2 separate regions of the Triticum aestivum genome follow, and region 1 is linked to region 2. The links are chromatin contacts, called in public Hi-C maps. All regions are on one chromosome and are shown on one strand. The core of a region is the stretch at or near the end of the contact, and the rest is flanking DNA. Distances in the headings are between cores, read along the strand shown.

What was found. A called contact is a pair of places that touch in the nucleus more often than the background predicts.
Region 1: a Hi-C map of leaf shows a contact between it and region 2, with 7 times the contacts expected there. The contact joins the promoter of LOC123113939 here to the promoter of LOC123113910 in region 2. A contact is called at or near these places in 2 of 5 Hi-C or Micro-C datasets (both in leaf).

Annotation. Positions count from the first base shown.
Region 1 is chr1B:167,189,986-167,194,172 of IWGSC CS RefSeq v2.1, forward strand. LOC123113939 (transcription initiation factor TFIID subunit 13) reads left to right here and starts at 2,455. Exons shown (of 5, transcript XM_044535274.1): 1 at 2,455-3,074; 2 at 3,164-3,201; 3 at 4,088-4,147. The coding sequence starts at 2,738.
Region 2 is chr1B:166,854,555-166,859,165 of IWGSC CS RefSeq v2.1, forward strand. LOC123113910 (arginine--tRNA ligase, cytoplasmic) reads right to left here and starts at 2,812. Exons shown (of 18, transcript XM_044535245.1): 1 at 2,564-2,812; 2 at 1,807-1,929; 3 at 1,587-1,720; 4 at 1,405-1,480; 5 at 1,162-1,263; 6 at 852-1,067. The coding sequence starts at 1,863.

The sequences.
Region 1 (4,187 bases), core at 1,205-3,704, 340 kb after region 2:
TGCTTGTGCTCATTTGTTCATGTAGCTGTACAGAACTGGGACAACAAAATTCTTAAAGTGATAGATGCTTAACTCGATGATTTAACTTATGCAACAAATTATATATCAATACGTTGTCTATACCATAAAAGAACTATATTCCGGTTAAACCTTTATACCTATAAAAATTGGTCATCTACGACAAAGAAAAGCTCTTAATCAGGTCATTTACTGTTAAAACAGTATAATAAACACTTAAAACCAATCTACAAAACAATAAAGGACGTTCAGGTCATTTCGGTATGTTTCAGCTCCAGCCGCAGCTGCTATAGCACAACTACCAAACAACTGCACCTCAACTCCAACCTTTCAGCTACAGCTGCTCTTTCCAGCCGGAGCCGTTGCAGCTGCAGCCGAAGAAGTTGGAGCCCAAACAAACACACCCCTAAAAGCATCTCCAACAGCCGCGCTAAACTAACACCGCGCCACAAATTAGTCCGTTTTAGCGCGCGCGCAACGCGGCGGGTCGCTCCAGCGGGCGGGCAAAAACGGCACGCGCGCTATAACGAGTTGGGCGCGCGGTCAAAAACACTGTCCCGCGCGGTGTATTTCGGGCGCCCGCTACAGCGCGCGGCAGACTCGAGCGCTCGCGCCGCACTCTCTCCTCTCCTCCTCCTACGCCCCACGCGCGCCGGCGCCGGCGCCCTGCCACCCACCCATGGACGCGCACACCGGCACCCCGCTCACCCCGTTGTACAGCCGCCCCCCCCCCCCCCCCCCCCGCCGCCGCCGGAAACCCTAGCGCGGGAAGCGTTGGCATCACCATCGCCGGAGCTCCGCCGAGCGTCGGCCTCACGCGCAGCCTCTTCTTGCCGCCGTGGATGACAACGACACCGGGTGGCATCGCGCCGGCGCCGTCCCGTGCCGCCGCCGCACCGTCGAAGGTCCCCAATGCGACGCGGCCGAAGAAGGGCAAAACATCCGTGAAGAAAAACAAGGCGGCGGACGGCTCCGGCAGCACGAAGGCGAGGGGAAAGAAGCTTGCAGCACTTGGTTGGATGAACTTGTGGGCATGATTTTGAACTTGTGGGCATGAACTTTTATTCATCAACTTGTTTGTGTCAAATTTCACATGTTCATTGCATTTTGATGAATGTTTTCAAACTCATTTTGTGTCCAAAATATCATGTATGTTATATGTCCGGCGAGTCACGCGCGCTCTATTTTTGCTCGTTGCTGGAGCGGCGCGCGCGCTGCATTATAGTGCGGCTGCTGGAGTCAGCGCTGGTGGCCGCGCTAAACATGCCGAAGTGCGCGCGACAAACAGGTTTTTTGCGCGCGACGCTTAGCGCGGCTGTTGGAGATGCTCTAAACTCCAACCAGACACCGCATGTACGGCTAATTTTTTTAAATAATACATTTTTTATTAATTTTCATAAATATTACGCTGGGTAATTTTTTTTCAAAAATAATACACCGTCGGCCCGCTGCAGGCTGACTGGGCCTAGTCGGCCCACAGCAGGCCGATTGGATTCCAATCAGCCTACAGCTGGCCGACTGGCCCCTGTCGGCTCACTGTGGGCTGATTGGGTCCTGTCAGCCCATAGTGGGCCGACTGGAGCTAATTGGCTCGCTGTGGGCTAATTCTTTTTGCAAAAAAATAGGCATAAAAAATATATGTTTTAAAAAATGTTAATCATGTAATTAAAAAATGTTAAACGTGTATAAGAAAATGTTTCTGATGTATACAAAAAATGTACAATATATATGCAAAAAAGTTGACTAAAAATATGTTTTAAAAAGTGTTAATCATGTATTTAAAAATTGTTAAATGTGTGTATAAAAATGTTCCTTATCTATACAAAAAATATAGAATGTGTATGAAGAAAAGTTGACACCAAAAAATATGTTTGAAAAGTTGACATTTTTTCAAATACATGATTAAAAATTGTTAAATGTGTGTATAAAAAATATTCCTTATCTATACAAAAAATATAGAATGTGTATGAAAAAAATTGACACCAAAAAAATATGTTTGAAAAAATGTTCTCCAACACATTTGCCGGTGCTGCGTCAAGCACTTCTCTCAGGAATGGAGGCGTCAACACATTTGCCGGTGGAACAAGACGCAAAGGATGTACCAGTGGCAATCCTCCAAACACGTTGGCGCAAGATGGCGGGCGCGATGGTTGAGCAAGTCCAGGTACAGTGGTCACCTGACTCGACGCTGGGCACCTCCTGGGAGAACAAGGCCGCGCTCTTCGACAAGTTCCCTCAGGCAGAGGCTTGGGGTCAAGCCTCGACACAAGAAGGGGGGATGTCAGCGCCACTACCCCTGACATGCCGTCCCCACGTACCAACAACGACGGACCAGGAGCGGCACGGCCTCGTCGACAGATCAAGGCCAACGCAAGAGTGGCTGGGCCAGAATGGGTCCATTAGGCCCAGCCAAGACTACTACTTACCTTCCACGGCACCATCCAGGAGATCCATCCAGAGGATCAAGGCGAACCCGGCGGCTACCTCCTTCCCCTGGCTCCGAACCCTAGTCCTCCCCTTCGCCATTTTGTGTATCGAATCAAGCTTGTATCCCAGATAATTGCCACAGCTTAATAGATCCGCGAGCAGTACCTATCAGGGAAGCCCTAGACGGAGCCAGAGCCCGACGGATCAAGATCCCCGGGCGCCGCTGGGAAGCGTAGCCAGCCGAAATCTCTTGACCCTGCCTCGCCACTCTGTCCTGCCCCCCGGCGCTGAGATGCAGAACCCTAGCAGCAATCACCCTGCCCCGGCCGCGGCAGCGGCGGGGAAATCCAAGTCCTCGGGGCAGGCCGCGGCAGCGGCCTCGGGCCAGGGCCATCAGCCCTCCCCGGCCACGCCTGCGGCTGCCAAGTCCAAGTCCTCGGCCGCGGCAGGGGCCTCGGGCCACGGTCACAACTCCTCCCCGGCCACGCCGGCGGCCGGCAAGTCCAAGTCCTCGGCGCATGCCGCGGCGCCGGGCCAGGCGTCCTCCTCCAACCAACCCCACGCCGTCGGCGGCGCTGACGCAGCCGCATCGAGCCTTAAGCGCAAGCGCGGCGTCTTCCAGAAGGACCGTAAGGCCTTCTTCTGTTTTCTGAATTGTTAGTTCTTTTCTGTTTATTTTCCCCATACTTATGGCTCACTCCTATTCGTTTTCTTTCAGTGCAGCACATGATGTATGGGTTTGGGGACGATCCAAATGTAAGCTGGCCCATTACCAATTCTCTCTTTGGTTCCCTAATTTTTTGGTTAGGAATTATGTAGAACAGAATGCAGTCAGTGTAGTATATTTAAGAATTCAGGATGCAATGGGCCATAAGTGACATTTTGCAAGAAGAGTGGTAGCAAACAAGGGGTGGGTTTACCATGTTAGTATTTAATGGTTGAAAACTTGAAATATATTTAGAGAAGTAAAAGGGATATACCTGGAATTGGTACATTCCGTCCCAAAATTCTCGTCTTCAATTTGTTTACATAAGGATGTATCTATTCATATTTTAGTGTTAGATACATCCGTATCTAGATAAATCTAAGACAAGAATTTTAGGACGGAGGAAGTATTTGCTTAGACTGTGTTTATCAATGAATTTTGATTGTTGGTTAGCTTACACCTTTGCAATCAGACAACAGCCAATCCCTAACATATGTCAATGCATATGGATAGTGGTCGCATGTAATCTCTATTGAAAATTAAAATTATGTGTGCTGTTCATCTATGTTATGTTGAATGTGTGGAAGGAACTGCTAGTCTTTTCATCATGAGTAGCTACTGGCCATTTGGCCTCTCATGTTCGGGGCGAGCCGAACCGGATGCCTTTCTGTTGGGCAGGTCCTAGAGAAACCCCTAGTTTTTTGCCAACCAGCATCTATTGCCTCTCACTTCTTTTTGGGTGCTGCTGTGTGGATAGCCTGGTGTGCCTTGTAATATTTTAGTTTCACTCTTCGCATAGTAAATAAGTCAATGCTCCTACTAGGGATCTCAAAAAGAAAAAAAGACGGAGTAAAGAAACATGTCATCCCCCTTTTAAATCTTAGATGCTCTGGACTTACGATGCAACTGACCTTTTTTTTTTTGCTGGTTTTTCAGCCACTTCCAGAAACAGTTGCACTTGTGGAGGACATTGTTGTAGAATATGTTACTGACCTCGTAAGTTTCTCTTGCATTTGTACAGCTGTTTAGTTTATGT
Region 2 (4,611 bases), core at 1,562-4,061:
AAGACCAAGATAGTTTAGTACACGAAGCAGAAATTCATTTAACTTAGAAGGCCTCCATATAAGCAAGCAAATTTTTCAGTTACTAGTGCCTACAGAACAAGCAGAAGTAGATATCTCTGCCAATGCAATATACCAAGACTCCAATTTCTCCAGCACGACACAAAATGGTTCGATCAAGTACAATTTCAACTGTGAGTATATTACAAAATACTCCCTCCGTCCAGAATTAGTTGACGCTCAAACGGATGTATCTAGACGTATTTCAGTGCTAGATACATCCGCTTGAGCGTCAACTAATTCTGGACGGAGGTAGTAGATAAGAAAGCTTAGATATTAATAGTACATCTAATAATTACAAGGTTATAAAATGTGATCAAAGAGCAATCGAAGAGCTAAAGGAAAACACGGTAACATTTGGATAGACAAATTAAATCAAATTAGATTGTGAAGTGGAAACAAGCTCTAGTTTATCAAACTACCGAAGTACAGAAAGTAGTGCACATTGCAGCAATGAATAGAGTACATCATAGTGTCATAGGTAGTAAGTAGATCTCATGGAAAACACCACCAACAGAACCTGGCAAATATTTGGTGGCACAGAAGAACCGCACCAAATGAACATTTTAATGCATCAATGTGTCAAAGGTACATGAAACTGGAAATGGATGCAGGCCCAAATATCATAACCTCACCCAGGAAAAAATAAGGATGAATTTATGTGCATAACAACAATATCTATGAACCAAAAGGGTTCAACAGATTAAGGGGTCATATGTTTGTACCCGTATTTTTCACCAGAAAAAAGAAACTACTAATAAAGAAACTAAAGGTCATAGCACCAAATCTATTACCTGTGTACCCCAGTCTCCCACATGATTGCGTCGGAGAACTTCAACATTTGAGAATTCAAACATGCGTGCTAAGGTGTCTCCGATGATTGTTGACCTTAGATGCCCAACATGCATTTCCTTTGCAATATTAGGGGATGAGAAATCAAGTACTACCCTCTTAACTGGCAGAATTGATGCCCAAGTTGTGATGCCATTCACAAGCATATCTTGTATTCTCTGCAACAATGTAGTTCATTGGTGCTTAGCAGAAAGGAATTGTAGTATCAATGAATGCATGCAAAGCTTGCAGGTAAAACAATCTCAGGCAGACCTTAGCAACCCAGCTCTTGGATAAGACAATATTCACGAAACCAGGACCAGCAACAGAGGCTGATTCAATTACATCACAGGCAGGCAGGTTCTTAGCAATCGCCTGTGAAAAAATCAGCACGTATGAAAAGGTTGAAATGAATAAACAAGGAAATAATGGTAGTGGCACCTACGAAAGAACACTCCTACACGATGAGATCTTGAAGTAAACCACCAGCATCAAGAGAGTTAGGGTCATTCTAACCTGTCCGATTGCATTGGGGTTTTTGAAGCTTGTCCCGGATCCCTTTACTTTTGACCACAATCCCATTGCATTGTTGCTGCATACGGTTTAGGTAAAGTTTGAGCACATTGAAGGGATGCTAACATGAACAGGAGTCGCACATGTCCAGATCATCAAATAAAATAGACACATAGGGGACATACCACTGGTAGTCACCAAACTTTCCCGTGCAAACTTCAACTATCGGTTCTACATCCACTTCAGGCACTGTCGCACGGAGTGACAGAGCCACCAAGTTGGAGATCTGCTGCTTGACACTCCCAGCTCCCTGCAGGGCCTGGCAGTTTGAGACGCCACCATCACAATCAAGTAGACAGGGGCACACAACACAATCATCTCCAGAACCAGCAACCCAATACTCACCGGTGCTGCAGGTTCCTGGGCCGAGCCTGAGGCAGAAGTGGAGGTCTCGTCTCCCATGGTGGTGGAAGCGTAGCAGGCGCTCCTAGGTGACCTTGCGAACGGAGATGCTCTACAATGACCTAGCTAGATAGGCAGCACAAAGATAAGCAAGAAGGCCGAAATTAGGCCCCCCAAAAAAAGGAATTATTTAGTGAAGCTTGTCGAACTCCCGGATGGAATTTCCAAGATGCTATTTAACCGGATGCTACTTCAAGTGCAAGATGCTATTCAGTTCGACAGCCACGAATCCCCAAGCTACAATTTAAACCTAGCATGTCATAGGTTAACTTGAGCAGAGTACAGAATGAACCACAGCCTTTTTCATCCCCAATTCCAAAAGCTGTGGGTAAATTCGCATGCCCCCATACGCTGACTAGCAGATTCGTGCACAACAAATTTACTTTAGAGTGCTATAAACCGGAACCATGGGAAACTAAATTCAAACCAAACATCTCAAGCACCGTACACTCTAAACCCCGTAAAAGGTCCAGTAGACAATCCGCCATTCCCTGTAAAATCTTCGGAGCTCGCAGGCGCTGACCCAAAACCAAAAACCGCACCAAACTCAAACCCATGACCCCTCGGATTTCTGCTGCCAAATCAGACCTCGCAACTCCGGGCGACGCGGGGACCGCGCGGCGCCATGAACAACCGGAGCGGGGTGGAACCGGATGGGATTGGGGGAGGAGGAGAATTCGCGGGAGAAGCGAGGGCTCACCGAATCGCGGAGCAGCGCGGCGGGCGGAGACGAGGAGGAGTCGCGCGGGGGTAGGCGCCGCCACTACTGCAGTTGCTGCTGCGGCCGCGAGTGCCCGCATCTCGACCTCGTTCGCGAATAAATACGCTCCCACGCCGCGTGCAGGGAAAGGCTAGGCGAGGGTTTTCGCTCCGCCTTATCGGGCCCGTCAAGTCTCGACCTCTTTGGGGCGTGGATATGGAGCCAAACACAGCTTCCGCTCGAAATTTGCTTTGTTTTGACTTTTAAATTTCAGTCTTTGGGGCTTATTACGTGTGGATATGCCGAACAGGTTAAGATTTTTGAACAGATTTCGCTAAAAATCTGACGACATATGCCATATAAAAACATTTGATTTGACATGGTTAAAAATGTGACATCAGACTTTTAACACTCTTTTTCGAAAACAATAGACAAAGACATTGTGACATATATGTGTTTGTCTTGCAGTGTGTTTTTTAAGTGTGGATATACCAGCCGGTTAAGATTTGAACATGCATTTTTTTGCCTCCAAATACTATGCAACCGATGTTAGATTTCTAGCAATCTCGAGCGAATATGCTTGTCGCTGTTGGTCGAGGCACAATAATCTTGTCGTGGGCTAGTTGTCCTCATCAGCATTTTGTAACGCGTTGTATTGTATCATGCGCGAACGCCCGTGGCTGCGTGGTGGTGGACTAGATATCTGCTTCCAGAAGCACCTCTCACTTCCCGCTTGTTCCCTCCCCAATCTCGTCCCTTCTCATCTATCGACGGAGGTGGAGCGACGCGCGCGACGGTGGTGGAGGCACCGCCGCGGTAGCAGGCTCGAGAACGCAGAGGAGCAGATGGCGTCGTCTAGGTGCAGCTGGTGCTGGGAGAGGCGACGTCGAGCCCGTTGCAAGTATCAAATCTTGTAGTGGTAAATATAATAAATAAAAGTAAAAGAAAACAACAACGAATTACAAGCTTTGTTTTAATATAAAGGTGAATGGACCCGGGGGCCAATTCACTAGAGGCGTCTCTCTCATAAATAACATCGATGTTAAACAAATTATTGTTGGCCAATTCATAGACAAGCGCATAAGCATAATTAATATATAGGCCTCACGTCCAATGACAAGTAGACCGTAATCCAACTACATTTATTATTACTCCACCCCAAGACCGCAATCCTGCATGCATCTCAAAGTATTAAGTTCGTGACAAACAAAGTAACGCATTAAGCAAGATAACATGATGTAGACAGAATAAGATCAAGCAATATGCTCTGTAAGGGTATATTTCTCCCTAAGTGGTTTTGGTGATTGATGGCAATGCATTTGCGGACTAATCGTGTGCATTGAGCATTTCAGATATCTCATGTCTAGGCACAAGACGATTCGGTGTCCCTCGGAGCCTATCGAAGACGGCTGCTCTCTACGTTTCTTTTTGGTGGATTTGAATTGTACGAAAGTTGTACTATTAAGAGGGGGTACGCTTCAGAAAGGTTAGGGTGGAATCAACACGTACACATCTGTTTCTTTGTGTTGGGGAACGCGGTAATTTCAAAAAAATTCCTACGATCTCGCAAGATCTATCTATGTGATGCATAGCAACAAAAGGGGAGAGTGTGTCCACGTACCCTCGTAGACCGAAAGCGGAAGCGTTATGACAACGCGGTTGATGTAATCGTATGTCTTCACGATCCGACCGATCTTAGCACCGAACGTACGGCACCTCCGCGATCAGCACGCGTTTAGCTCGGGGACGTCCCTCGTACTCTTGATCCAGTTGAGGCCAAGGGAGAGTTTCGTCAGCACGACGGCGTGGTGACAGTGATGATGAAGTTATCGGCGTAGGGCTTCGCATAAGCACTACGACGATATGACTGAGGTGTGTAACTGTGAAGGGGGCACCGCACACGGCTAAACAATATCAACTTGTGTGTCTATGGGGTGCCCCCCTCCCCCATAAATAAAGGAGTGGAGGAGGGGGAGGGTCGGCCCTCTATGGCGCGCCCTGGAGGAGTCCTACACCCACCGGGAGTAGGACCCCCCCCCCCTTTCCTA